Regions from separate parts of the Mus musculus genome. Here region 1 is linked to region 2. A link is a contact called in public HiChIP or PLAC-seq data. All regions are on one chromosome and are shown on one strand. Each heading gives the region's core, a stretch centred on a gene start, on an enhancer-like site or on the middle of the called end of the contact. The rest is flanking DNA. Distances are from core to core; before and after follow the strand shown. Region 1 overlaps Zmynd8 (zinc finger, MYND-type containing 8). Region 2 overlaps Ncoa3 (nuclear receptor coactivator 3).

Region 1 (6,945 bases), core at 2,420-4,919, 200 kb after region 2:
GTCTGGCTTTTCACATGGCACTTTTTACGGGTTGCCTAGCTTTTGCTGTGAGTACTTTGTCCACTGACCTCAGAACTTTGATTTTATTTATTTATTTATTTATTTATTTATTTATTTATTTAATTTTGGTGGGGTCTCACAGATCCCAGGTTGCCTTCCAACTTGTTATGAAAGTGAACGTGACCTTGAACGTCTGATTATCCTCCTGCCTCTACCTCTCAAGTGCTGGGATCTCAAGTTTTCCTATCACTGCACCATACCTTAGAATGTGGAGCTGCCAACTACATAGAGTTTTTACCCCAGGCCAGAGAGCCAGACTCCTTGGTTCCTGCTTGCCCCTGCCAGAGCAGAGCTATATTTTATGGCTTAGTTTTCCCTAAGTGGGATGGGAAAGTTCAGGTGAGCTTTGCTCGCATAGGGTGCTCAGAATGGTATGTGAACAGGAGAGCGCCCCCAAATCCCAGCCACGATCAGATAGACGGAGAACAGGGAGATCTTCCTGGCTATATTTTTGTTCTTGCTCTAAGAAGAGGCTGTGGAGGTAGATGTGTCCATCCAGCTTGGTAAGCTGTGTGGGGCTGCCCAGGGTTAGTTACCTGGGAACCGGGAAATGTCTGTCTGTGTGTGCATGCGGACACAACTCCAAGGACGGAGTGTTGTTCCTCCATTACAGTGGTTCAGCCTGTTGACCTGCTGGCCTCGTCCCGGCACTGCTCAGAATCTGAGGGAGAGGCCCTCTTGTTTCTAAGGGACTTTGTGCCAGCCCTTTGGTGGTCCTCCTTTGTGGAGAGGGGCCTGTTCTGGTTGCTGCTGTTTTAAGGGCATCTTTCTCTTAAGATATTCATTTCTTTTCAATTATGTGGATGTCTGTTTGGTATGAGCAAATAAATGTGTGTGCTGGGAAGGCCAGGAGAGGGCTTCAGATCCCTGGCTCTGGACTTGGGGGACCGTTATGAATTGTAGGTATTACAGATTAAACCTAGCTTCTCAGCGAGAGCGGTATGTGCTCTTAACTGCGGAGCCATCTCATTATTAATTACTATTGTTATTATTTTGAGTCAGGTCCTCTGGAGGTCAGACCGGTCTTGAATTACCTCCTAAGTGTTGGTATTAAAGGCGTGTGCTCCCACACGAGGCCTCAGTTTGCCTTTCTGAGACCCAGTTTCCTATAACCCAAGCTAACCTTGAATTTACTTTGTAGTGCTTTGTAGTGGAGGGTGGCCTTGAACTCTGGATCTTCCTGACTTCTGTTCCCAAGGGCTGGGATTACAACACCTCTGCATCCACATCAGTATGTATCTGGACACTCCTCTTTCTCAGTCACCTGAGTGTCATTTGGATTTTACAGCCTGAGCTTTGACCTGGGGCACTGAGGTTCATAGAGTTGAAGTCTGTTGTGGCCAAGCTATGACATTTGTGATGTGTTGGGGACAAGGCTTATCCCTCTTCCAATCCTGGTTATCTCAGAGGTCCCCAGTGTGGTGATCCAGGCTATGAACACTAATTGTCCCTTTAGGCCACTTTTCGTGTGGTTCTCCATGTTCAGTATTTCAGTCCCCAAAAGATAAGTAATTAATTAACTTGAAGAGAGAGGAAGAGGGGCACACGTGTGCCATATCCCCCCCCCCCAATCGCCTCCCAACCCCTGTACCACCACTGCTAAGTGTGTGTGTGTCCTGTGTGGGTTCTCTCTTTCTGTTATGTGCAGCAGAAGTGGTCAGTTGTCTCATGGCAGGAAGGCTGTTGGTTGGGTGTGGCTGGCTGGCTCACCAGCCTCCTCGGGAACAATAGGGTACAGGCCATGTGTCCTGTGGCTGCCCTTTGGCTGCTGTCTAGACACTCCGACCCACCCTGGCTGGCTCCACAAGTAAGAACAAATTCCTCCGGAGATGAGGTGGGCCATCTGGAGAAGCTCAGGTCTTTTATTCAGGGCCTGATGCTGTGTGAAGTCCAGCTGGCACTGGGACCTCAGAGTCGAATTGGTAGAGAATTGGTAGGAATTGGTAGAGAGGCGACTGGTTGAGCCCAGGGCCTTGTGCTTTCTAGGCAGGTGCTCAGATTTCCTAACCCCCTCCCTCTTCAGCCCCCAGCTGAGAGTTTGGCTTCTTGCATTGATTTTGGTGTATGTGTGTGAATGTCTTTGTGCCACATTGTACGTACCGAAAGCCAGAGGAGACTTTGTGAGATCTGCTTCTTCAACTATGTAGGCCCCAAAGATAGAAAGAACTCAGTCCTTAGGCTTGGCAGCAAACATCTTTATCTCCTGAGCCATTTCCACAGCCCAAGAACATAAGAGCTAGCATAGGCTTTCCTCAAGCCTGCCACAGATCTCCAAGAGTTAATGCTTTCTTTTCTTTCTTTGAGCTGAGATGTTTTTATGTTGCCCAGGCTGGTCTTGAACTTACATGCTTAAAGGGAGTAGGGACAGTGTGTCAACATACTTTGGAATTCTTTGTTTATATTTTTGTTCAGAGGTAGGCTCCTACCGTGCAGCCCTTCTGGGCATGGAACTCAATATGTGGAGCAGGCTGGTCAGTGAGGTCCTCCCGACTTGGTCTCTGGAGGGGTTGGATGGAAGGCAAATACCACCAACCCTGGTGTGTTTACTTACTCGGACAACTTTTTCTCCTTCTACTCTGTGGTCTGTGGGTCTCAGGACTTGGGAACTCAGGTTGGGTGGTGGGAGAAGATGCCCTCGGAGCCATCTTAGCTGACCTAGCTCTGAATTCTCAAATCCTATTCCCGCATCTCGTCTGCAGGGCTTTTAGGTTCTCTGAATATCAATCAGCAGCTCTCTTCCTATGTGATCACTTATTATTAATAGGGTAGTTCCCGAGTCTATTGCTTCCTTTATATCATCCTTGGCATTTTCCAGAGCGCGCACTTCTCAGGAGACAAAGCCTTCAGGCTTTCAAGATGCCAGGGTGACATTTGTGACCGAGGGTGACAGTCTGCTGTAAGCCATTCGTGCATAAATCAGAAGCACCATCTACCAGGAGTGCTGGCACAGTGAGCGGCTCCTGAGGTCTCCCCAGGCGCCGGGCAGTGTTTCCTTCTCACCTCAATGATTCTTAGCTCACTGCTGTGACGAGTGTATTCCCATTTCACAGTCTAGGACACTGAGGCTCGTGAGGATGAATGAAGTGGCCAAGTAGGGCTGGGGGGTGGTGTGGTATCAGGTTTTGTCTTTTGCTTTAAACATCTGAGTCACATCCCTTCAGGGCCAGCAGGGATACCCATAATGGCTGCCAGCATAGGGAAAATAGGGGGCTTTGATGGTTGGGTGGGGGATCTACCTCACTGCTCAGCGCCAGGAATTGGGCTCACTGTCTCTTTGCTGGGATGAACCTGCCATTTTCTTGCAACAGTAGCTCATTTAGATGCAGAGATGTTTCTCTGTGTAGACCAGTTTCTCAAAGATTGTTCATGAACCCAGAAAGTCACATCAAGGGGACGGAAATGGCCCAGGGCTGTCATTTTGCATTCTCTGTGCAAGACTGGTCACAGCACACTTCCTTGCAGGAGTTTGGCCATAACTGTGTGAGTCAGACAAGGCCCTGCCTCAGAGGCCAGAAACCCGGAGTCTGCCGCAGCCTGGTGTACTCCCTGGATGGAGGCTCCCTGTTCTTTAGGCCGCTTGCATCTTGATCCTGCTGCGTGTACATTTTGTGGGCAGAGTGCTGGTGTGCAGCTGTATGGTGTCTGCATTGTGTCACCAACGCAGGGGAACGGTCCCCTCGGAAACCGGGCGCAGATGTAGCGGAAGCCCAACATATTAAAATCCCAAACACTGTCATTCTTTGTGAGACTTGCCTGCGGGTGGATGTGTTTACAGAGCCAGGATGCTAGAGAAGTACAGTTAGAACAATTTGTTAAATAGTCCCAGACCTTGATTAGCACAGGACCCTCTATCTTTCTCTGTTGTGTGTAAATTAAGACTTTCACAAAGGGATTGAATGTGAGCAAGGCTGTGAGATAAGAGTCCTTCTGTCATTTTCAAGGGATCTCTAAGAAAACAACCATCAGTGCTTTTAAGCCATGGCGCAGAAGCGCCGCTGTGAGGTTTCCTTTCAAGAAACGTTGGTAGTTTAAACTGTCCTGACTCTGACATCTCTGAGATCCCAGGAAGTGCCAGCCCTGCAGTGTTTAGTGGCAAGTCTGTGTGAGAGAACTCTCCTCCCTAATCAGGTCTAAATTATCCCAAAATGCTGAAGCTCTGATCATGGCTTTCAGACTAGAGATTGGCGGCCTCCTCTTGGCAAGAGCGACCCTGCTGTGTCCTTGTCTCAGGAGCATGGAGATTACAACCTGCTCTTTACAGGGGCGGTGCTGATCTGGATTCCCATCCTCGTTGTTTAGCAAGGATTTTACTCACTAAAATTGCCCGGCTGATGCAGTTGAGCTCTGTGGTTGACACAGGGAAACTTCACCTGCCCCATTTTTGAAGCCCCGCTCATAGTAATGTCCAGTTTGTTTGTTTGTTTGTTTTTATATGAGTACACTGCAGCTGTCTTCAGACACACCGCAGAAGAGAGCATCGGATCCCATTGCAGATGGTTGGTTGTGAGCCACCCTGTGTGGTTGCTGGGAATTGAACTCAGGACCTCTAGAAGAGGAGTTAGTGCTTTTAAGTCCCCGAAGTTTATTTATTAATGGAGAAGACTGTCATCCCAAAGTGTTTCCACCCTAAAAAGAATGTCCTTTTTCTTCCTCCAAAGGTCTTAGAACAAATGTACCAAGTGGAGGGCCTGTCTCAGCATCTGGGCCTCTCTTACCAACCAGACATTCAAGTAATCGTTTTTTTTGTTTTTTTTTTTTTTTTTTTTGTTTTGTTTTTTTTTCCGGCCTCACTCACTCTGGCCCCTGCTCCAGCCATATTTATTTCATGTATGTGAGTACACTGTCACTGTCTTCAGACACACCAGAAGAGGACATCAGATCCCATTACAGATGGTTGTGAGCCACCATGTGGTTGCTGGGAATTGAACTCGGGACCTCTGGAAGAGCAGTCAGTGCTCTTAACCACTGAGCTATCTCTCCAGCCCTCAAGAAAGACTCTTTTGGTTTTTTGAGACAGGGTTTCTCTGTGTAGCCCTGGCTGTCCAGGAATTCACTTTGTAGACCTGGCTGGCCTCGAACTCAGCAATCCGCCTGCCTCTGTCTCCTGAGTGCTGGGATTAAAGGCGTGCACCACCATGCCCGGCTCTGGGAGTGAGTCTTGTTGCTCAGGTTGGACTCTCGAGGTTTGTGGGATCTGTAACCTAAACATTTGAATGCCAGGTGCGCTTTGACTTGGAATCCTACTGTCTTAGCCTCCAGAGTATCTATGATTACGGGATTGTGCTCTGAGGCTGGGCAAGAGAGCCTGAGGTACTTGGGGGTGGGGTGGTGGTGGTGGTACTGAGGCCTTCTACGTGTTAGGCAAATATTATTACTGAGCTACATCCCAGACCAACTTGTGGGCTCATGTGATCCTCTTGCCCCAGCCTCCAGAGAGCTGAAACTATAGAGCAAACCCATTGTACCAGGCCTCTGCTGTCTGTGAAAGGCTGAGCTCATCTCTTGGTTGAAAGACAGAGTCATATCTGCTTATGATGTTGCCTGGAACATTCTGGAGCATTCCTCTATGTGTGTGTGTGTGTGTGTGTGTGTGTGTGTGTGTGTGTGTGTGTGTATGTGTGTGTGTGTGTATGTGTGTGTGTGTGTGTGTGTGTGAGAGAGAGAGAGAGAGAGAGAGATTGGCCCATGGCCTTGTGTACTGGCAAACCTCCCTGGTTACTATTGATGGGCCCATTGCTGCAACCCTCATCGCTGGCCCTGGCCTGCTGGGCTCACTGCTCTCCTGCTCCCCTCTGTGCCCGATTCACAACTGACCTTTCAAATTCCCTTGAGAGCCATTTCTGGCTCTCAGGTGTTATCAACCTCTCTCCTTTCCAGGTTTAGTTTTTCTTTTAAGGGTTACATTTGATTGTTTATTTTGTGTGTGCAGACATGGGAAAGTCAGGCGGCCTGCTTGTGGGAGCTGGTAGGCAGTTCTGCCTTCCACCAGGTGGGTCACGGATTGAACCCAGGTTGATGAGGCTTGGTGGCATGCGCCTTACCTGCTGAGCCATCCTAGTTGTCCCCCCTTTCCCCCTGCATCTCTTTGACTCCCCCTCCAGGTTTAAGGCCTCAGTTGAGACTGCACCCTTTTGTGGCTCTCTTTCCGTGCACACACAATAGGCACACTGAGCCTGACTTTGTCCGATGGTTGGAACTTCTACCCTAGATCATGAAGGCAAAGGCAAAGCAGCCTTTTGGCTGGGGAGGTGGCTTCTTCTCTAGCAAAATCTAGTGCCTGTGAGTAATTAGTAGGCCCCGATAATTTGTCCCTGAAATGGTCAGCCTCTCTGTCCCTCCAGAGTCACTGTTCTCTGGGACATGGCCCCTCCTTTTTCCCAGTGATCACCGGTGCTCTGCCAACTCTCTCTTCCCTGAAGATGGGCTTTGGAGCAGGGACTTAAGGTCTTTCCCTGTGTTGCTAACCCCCCACTTCCCTGTTCAAATCACAGTGTTCCTGAGCACTTGGCCCTCCTCTGGCTGCCTGCAGGTCCTGTTACCTGCTCTTGTCTTTGTGACCCTGCCATGCTGGTCTCTGAGGACCACCTTCTTCTTCCCTTTCTTGTATCTCCAGATACCTAGGCGTGTCCCCTCTGTCCCTGTGGTGTGTGTGTATGTGTGTGTGTCTAATGAGTGCTTCTCTAGCCTTTTGTTTACACCTATACCTGTCTTGTGATCAGGAGGAAATGTGGCATGGTGGGAAAGTAGGTGTTCCAGGATTCAATCCCCAGCATGGTAGAAACAGCCCTAACTAAAAACACCCCAAAACATAAACAAATCCAAATGAACTTGCAGACTCCCGTAGGCTCCAAAGTCAATGCTTCCCTCAAAGGATCCTGAAAGGAA
Region 2 (7,405 bases), core at 4,010-6,509:
CATTGAAGCCAGGAATTGATCATGCTAAGAGCTCTACACCAAACTCCACCCCAGCCTTAAGTGTCTCCTTTCCAGGGCTGGGTCTATCTTTATTACCCTCTCCTCCCCTGCTAAGATGGTATAAAGTCATAGCTGCTTTTCCTATAAGATAATGTGAATACATTTCATATTTCAAATTAACGCCAATCATAAGTTGCTGTTCTCTCTGTAAGTCTGGGGGCTTGAGCTATTATGTAGCGCTGAGAAGTACTACAGGTGACAGACACCTTGAAGGATGTGGCTGCAGAAGCGCTGACAGGGTGTGTCCCTCTCAGCAGAATGGCTGTCAAGGGCCATGTGCAGACTGCAGCAACCTGCACTTGACCTCATGTCTAAGGGGGTTAGGGGGTGGGGTGGGGAGAAGAGCCAATCGTTCCCCAAGGGGTCCAAATTCTTTGCCAGATTCTCTCAAAAGAGCAGTTCTTTTCCTTACGGCCTAAGTACTCCTTTGCATCAGCCACATCCTTGAGGCAACGCTTGCAGTGTGGGGCTGACTTAAATCCAGATAACACTGTAATCACAGGCTGATGTGCACTTTGTTCTGCAGGGGACAGCTATGGGAAGGTTGGGAAGGCTAAGCGGCCATAGAGAGAGGAACCTCCAAAACCAGGGGCCTCGTGTGGCTGCCCAGGCCATGCAAAAAACACCCGATTCCCAGAAGATGAATGTTGGAACTGGGAGACCTGACAGAAGGCAGGGCCTGCTCTTGGGACAGGAAATCCTGGAGGACAGCGCCTGGACTTTCCGATGCTCAGTTTCTTTGCCCTGCTTTGCTCTGGATCAAACCTCACTGGCTGCTCTGGGATGCGTGCTCACACCTGGAGTCTCTGCTCACCCTTTCAGAGGCTCACAAAGACAAAGGAACTAATTTCCATGGACACTTCCTCCAGAGATGGAAATTGCTGGGATTCGCCCACTCCTCCCCTGCACCCCTCCCCCAGTCATCTAGGGAAGCAAGCTTGTTTTAACCTTCTTACTCTTTGGAGAAAGCACGGACATCCCAGGTGCTGTCAACCTCACAGTCTTGACAAAGTCTATAGCACAAAACAGTACCATTCACCAGGCTGGTTGACCTGGCTGGCTCAGAAGCTGCCTTCACCACATACATGACCGCTCACACGTAACCAACACAGGGAATTGTAGGGGAATCTCACTAATATGAAATCCCGCTTTTCAAGAGTCGCGGTGTCAATAAACGCTGTGGCTAGGATCAAGGATAATCCCTTGAGCTTTCAGACATTTATTCCTGCCCGGGATTCGTTCCTTTGTTATCCATCCCAGAACTGATGTTTTTCTAAGGTACCGAAACCCCAAGTTGATGTGTGTCCTGTGTTTTAATGACATTGTATTTGTAAAGTTTTGTAGTATAAGTACCATCTTACAGTGTTCCTGCCCCCAGCCAATGTCTAGCTATTGGTATGAAAAAAAAAATCTTTGAATTTTTGTAAAAGGCTATCTTGGGACTTTTTTGCTCTTTATTATTATCATTTTTTTCTTGAAGCACTCAAGATGTTGTCGACCTTCAGCTGAGGGTTGGAGAAGCAGAGGGTAATACATTAATAGTAAACCTCTCCGATTCAAGGGACCTCATAGGTAAGTCTCACCAGCTTTGGGGCATCGATCTGTGAAGCAAAGCATCCAACTGCACCAACCCTTTGTTCATCCAGGTAGGGTAACCTGGTCAATATGGCTGCCAGAAAGCAGCTGTCAGAGCTTCGGAGGTGGGGGTGGAAATGTCAGCCCAACCCGACTCAGCAGAGGGGGCTCACATTTCTCTAAACCAGCAGTTTTCAAGCTGGGGCTCCAACGACCCTTTCACAGGGGTCCCTAAGGCCATCAGAGAGCACATTTAAATGTTACAGTTCACAACAGTAACGAAGTCACAGCTAAGAAGTAGCAACAGTAGCAGACCGGTGGCTGGGGAGCCCCACAGTATGAGGAACATAATTAAAGGGTTGCAGCAATAGGGATGCTGGAGAACCACTGGTCTAAACTATCCCACAGTTTTCCAGGCTCCCAGGAGAACGAACTGTTCCGACCTCGCAGACACAGTGTCCTCCTCACTCCTTATCCCGCTTTCACCCCTGCCCTGGGTGTGGAGAGAGGAAAAGCATGCGGAGGCGGAGGCTTAAATAGAAACCTTTATTTACAAGAGCATCCAGACAGTCGGCAAGGCATCCAAAGCTCACCCAACTGAGTCACCGAATGGTTTCCATTCCTTGCGGTGTAAAGAATGACACCATCTTAAGTGACACTTATATAAATGTGATTAACCCCAAATGTGTTCTCAGTGGTGTCGGTCAGTTCCTGAGAATTTACTGCTCTTGGAGTGACATTTCCGTCTTCTTCAGAACTCCTTATTTTCAAAAGAAGAGAAAAAGGGAGGAGGCAAGAGAAAAACAAAACACCGCCCTGTTTTTAATCGCCTGCACTGGAGGTAAACACACCTGTTGCTTCATGGCAGGGCCAGATTCGAGCTCACCTAGAGGTCTGCTCCTGGTAACACTCTACTGCAGATAGAAAGGGACTGGACTGGCGTGTTGTAAACTGGAAACTCTCTGCACAGTCCAGCTGCACCTACCCCTGAATCAAGCCAATTATGTGCCCTAGTACCCACTGCCTCTGGCCCCGACCCACCTCAGCATCTAATGCTGATGAACCGGGTAGGCCTGTTAATGACAGGGGCACAGTTTAGAGAGAAAGCGTTCTGATACCAACAGCAACAGTACAGCTTCATTTATTTTTGAAGAAACATGTTGCCTTAATATCATTTGGATCTTCATAAAATACATTTTTATTTATATATCTTTGGATTCAGCAAAAAAAAAAAAAAAAAAAAAAAAAAGGTAGGTACTGGAAATGTCCCCACATCATAAAAGCAGATGAAAAGAATACTTTTATACCATTTGCCCCAAGGACACCTAGGTTTAAAGAGGGGCCAGGGAGGAGTGGAGGCGAGGTAGGCAAGAAGAGTACAAAGAGAATGACCCAAAAAAGATTTAAGGACAATTCAGGTAAAAACAACAAATTATCTGAGAGGCTATTAAAAGGAAATCCGAATTTTGAACTGGCACCAATAAAAATCAGTAAGTAGAAAATATAAAAACATAATAAACTTCATTTGTCTCCCCATATAAAAAGGGGGTACCAACCAGTTGGCCTGGAGCTGGGGTGCTGAGGGCAGAATCAAGGTCTCTCCAAGTTAAGGGAAGAGCACCACTGTGGCCTACACCTAAGCATGGCGGGCTCACCGCGCCCAGCCAGATCGGGTGTCAGCGGCAAAACACAGCACACAATGGAAACGAGGACAGTGAGCTGATCATGACCAAAGCACGTTGAGAAGCCAAGTCCATCCACAGGTGCTTCTGGAAATGTGAGCTTCACTCACAGAGAGTTCAGAGAATGAAGCTGTGCTCCCTTGGGGGGGGGGGGGGCGGGGGGAGGTGGTTGGGGGTGGAGGACAACTGGCTAAACGTGTGACTCTTAAACATTGACTGGATCTCGGACAATGACACCAGGGCTGGTGGAGAAACAAAGCTACAGATGGTTTACTAACCTAATGCCATCTAACTGTTTGAACCTAAGGACCCAAATAAAGGCATTACACTTGGTTTCCCTACTTCACACTGACGAGGACAGGTGCCAAGAGGAGGCAGAGAGGTGGCAGGAGGGGCTGGCATGTGCCAAGGTGTCACTCTCACTCAGTGGCACTGGCAGGCCTGGTTCTGAGCTCAGCACCCTGATGCGGAGAGGTAGTAAGAGACCCTATGAGCTGAACCAGAGGAGAACTGGGCAGACACCAGACCACACACAGCAAGGGCCCGGGGCCTTTGACCTAAATGTGGGGCTCAGGTCCTAGTAACAGACATCGATCCTAAAATGATGAGTGGGCTACAGTTTTCCAAAATTATTATCATTTAATTTATGGACTGCTTAAAAAACACAAGATTCTTTTTAAAATCAATTTGCTTCGGTTTTGTTTTTAGACTCTTGGCGGTTTTCTGTTTTCGTTTAAAGCTCATTTCCCCATATCTATTCTTTCCCCACAAATTAACAAAGTGCGTAGTTCTCTGGTAAAGAAAATTTTTAAAAAATTTAAATGCCTACATCTAAACAAATGATCCCTTTAAAAAGCCTTTTTAAAGAGTGAGGCCTGTAACACGAGGGGAGCTGCAGGCTGCCCTGCCCCAGGCTGGGCCTTCCAGATGTCTCCGCTGCCTGTAACCTCACTGCGTGGAGCTTACAGAAATCAACAATGTTAAATATTTAGCTTCACAAACTCTGTAAAAATGAGCTGCTGTGGCCTACAAAAAAGGTATGTACATATTTTCACATAATACAATATCTTAAAGATCCTATTTACAAAGGGAAGGAAGTGTGTCCACAGAAGCACTGCTCGCTTCTGACTCAGAGTGCAGGACCTGGCCTTGGGTTTCACAAGTTTATTTCAAAGCATTATTGCTCCACCATATAGGCAAAGGGTGACGCCAGTACTTGAAAGAAACAACAAACAAACAAACGACAATCGTGTTCTTGTCCTAACAGATTAGTGCAGACAGAAAGCAGGAATGTGGTTCACCATTCCTCACGCCCTCAGGAATATTGCATTTCTCCGTGACTTCCTCAGTAAAGTGCGCTTGGCTGCACATTGGGGCGGGAAAATTCAATATTGCCATCTCATCTTCCCTTCTTCAAAGCCATTTAACATCAATGACAAATCCTTGAGAATTACAGGGTACGGGGACCTCACCAGGAGAGACCTAGGACGACAGACTCTGGGGACTACACCTGTAAAGGACAAGAGCGCAGAAACACTGATTGCACTGGACAGGAGAGCGACACGAACTACTTGCTGACGACACGCGAGAAGGCAGACTGTGCCCCCTCGTCCAGTGCTGCAAGACAGAAACCCTAGCCATCTAGATCTACGTGAAGACTTTGGCTGGCGAGGCAGAAGGGAGTGACGTAAGAGAGCGGTGCTTACGAACACCCCATCTCCAGAATCACATCCTCATGAGGCAGAACACCTTGCCACACAGAGGCAGGGCATCAGGTAGACAGTGCGCTTCAGCGAGACCCAGCTCTGCTCAAATGACAGCACAGACCCCGCTGCTGGTCACGCTGGCCTTGCTTCCAAGCTGGATGCTTAGACAATGACTCGCCGCCACGTCCTGATGATCCTGTGCAGTGTCATCTGTACAGTCAGTCCCACTAGGGAGATGTCAGCAGTATTTCTGTTAACAGAAGAACACAGGGTCAGCGCAGCAGAAAATCGGCCACTGTCTGTACACTCCTGAATGCACCGCCAAATGTTTTCAAAACACTGCAGTAGTTTGTTCTAAGTTATATACCCAAGTTAAAATCTCCAGACCACTGTGACAGTTCTGGGAGGCGTAAGAATAGATGCCCGTACCTGATCGGGGCCCATGGGCATGCCAGACATGGGCATGGGGGTCATGGCCATCTGTCCCAAGTGCCCACCGCTGCTGTTCATATGCACCATGTTGTAGGCTGCAGGGTTCCCCTGGGGAGCAAACTGCTGCTGGGGGAAGGAGCTGCAAAGAAAGGGTAACAGTGTTACTTCTTCAGGGAACACAGACTCTCACAGTTCTATCAAACATCCCTCTACCTGAGCAGAAAACACAGACATCTCTGTTGTTGTTGTTTGAGACAGGGTCTCTCTATGTACCTCTGGTTGTGGTCTGGAGCTCGCTAAGTAGACCAGGCTGGCCTTGAACTCACAGAGATCCTCCTGCCTTTGCCTCCCAAATGTTGGGATTAAAGGCACAGAGCACCATGCCCTATCTGAGAAAAGCTTCTGGACAGCCTGCGCTCACAGACATGGCACAATATAAAGCAACCACAAAACAAGCCATATGCCTCAGTTTCTAAGAGCCAAGCACATGATCTCTCCATCCAGTAAGTGTGACTGAGAAACAGGTTCCCGGATTCCCCACTAGGATGTAAAAGTAAGTCCCATCCTTACCCATTCCTGGCCAGGTTCCCTGACGGCCACCCCTTCATATCTGAAGGCTGATACATGGGTGTGGGCTGAGGATGCTGCACCATGGCATTCTGGGAAGGCCCCATTCTTGATGACATCATTGCACTGGGAGGACTCGAGCCTCGACCAAAGGCTGGCTCTGGTGGTTGTCCCATTCCTTAAAGAAATGAACAGAAATCAGTGTTCAAATGCAGCATCCATGGACTTTCAGCATCCTAGAATCACCAAAGATGGAGAAGGAAGGAGAAAAAAGGCTCCACGCCGATGCTCTGTCGTTCTTGCTTCTCACTAAGATGACAAAGTCATCAATTTAGTAAAAAAAAAAAAAAAAAAAAAAATGCCATCCAGGGCACCGTGGCGGGGCAGGGCTGCACTCTCTAACAACACATCTCTGTCCCAAAACCTCCCCAAAGGTGGGCCTGAAGCACCGCCTGCTTAATATAATCACAGTAAGTGCCCAAGTCACAGAAAAAAGGGATGGCGAAGCCCATACTGGGATCTGCCCCTCAAGCTTGAGTGTCCAGAGATATCACATGGGACATGAAGAACAGGCAAGAGGAAGGTTTATGTGATCTTTTTCAAATAAGGGGATGAGGGGGTTTGCAGGGGCTAAAAAAAAAAAAAAAAAAGTCCAGCTATGGGAACACACACTCCTTGCTTCTGCAGCACACTCCAGCTTCCTGCAGCTCCAGACAGTTTTCCTGGCAAACAAGATGGAGTGAGCGGTACTTTTGTTTTCACACTCAACGGAACTGGTGCAGCTTGGGGCCTTACTAACCCTACTTTGATAAGGGCACAATCTGACAGGTTTACCGTAATTTGCTGGATATGGAAACTGTTGTGGAGGGGCTTGCGGCATTGCTGAACCTGCCAAAACCCCGTCCATGCTGGGGGAGGCGGTGACGTTGGGAGGTGGGCTGAAGGCCTGAGGCTGTGGTTGTGACATCATCATCGCCATCCTCTGCTGCTGCAGGTGATGGCTCATCAGCTCTCGTTTCTGCTGGGCAGCCATTTGGGCATTAAAGAAAGCCTGCTGGTAGCCAAGAGACACACAATTAACTTCATTTCATAGCATCTCACAATACACCAGCTATGGACAAGAAAGAACAGAGTGCCCTCTCTGTAACTAAAGGGTAGTATACACAAGCGGTTCTTTACACCCGTGGCTTCCAAACGCTGCCCAGTGAGCGTCCTTCCTGTGCAGGGTCAGAGGCAGTCCCAGAATCCCAAAACACTAGGCAGTTATCTTACAACACAGCAGCTCATCACAAAGGGAATCAATCTGGGTGAGTTTACTGATGGTTGTAATCAAGTAGCCACTTCTCTCCAGCCCCTCATCACAGACAAAGCAGAGTGAGAGTG

Evidence for each region. HiChIP or PLAC-seq counts read pairs in DNA pulled down with a chosen protein or histone mark.
Region 1: a contact with region 2 is called in an H3K27ac HiChIP or PLAC-seq map of trophoblast stem cells, with 10 read pairs. The contact joins two enhancer-like sites. A contact is called at or near these places in 1 of 39 promoter capture datasets (the HPC-7 cell line), 4 of 115 datasets of contacts at active chromatin or transcription factors (differentiating embryonic stem cells, embryonic stem cells, extraembryonic endoderm stem cells and 1 more) and 2 of 9 other capture datasets (adipose tissue and liver).

Annotation. Positions count from the first base shown.
Region 1 is chr2:165,863,850-165,870,794 of GRCm38.p6, reverse strand. The region is part of intron 2 of Zmynd8 (zinc finger, MYND-type containing 8); the gene reads left to right. Among named protein-coding and RNA genes, the nearest start is that of Gm11465, 14 kb to the left of the region's middle. Within about 2 kb of position 3,669, at least 108 of the 459 cell types and tissues checked have an H3K27ac peak or open chromatin away from gene starts, as enhancers often do. A contact at or near this core is called in trophoblast stem cells, where this site is marked.
Region 2 is chr2:166,068,000-166,075,404 of GRCm38.p6, reverse strand. It overlaps Ncoa3 (nuclear receptor coactivator 3), which reads right to left. Exons shown (of 23, transcript NM_008679.3): 20 at 6,857-7,076; 21 at 6,026-6,200; 22 at 5,453-5,594; 23 at 2,163-5,273. The coding sequence ends at 5,262. It overlaps Sulf2 (sulfatase 2), which reads left to right. Exons shown (of 21, transcript NM_028072.5): 21 at 587-1,506. The coding sequence ends at 617. Among named protein-coding and RNA genes, the nearest start is that of Gm52534, 49 kb to the left of the region's middle. Within about 2 kb of position 5,259, at least 20 of the 459 cell types and tissues checked have an H3K27ac peak or open chromatin away from gene starts, as enhancers often do. A contact at or near this core is called in trophoblast stem cells, where this site is marked.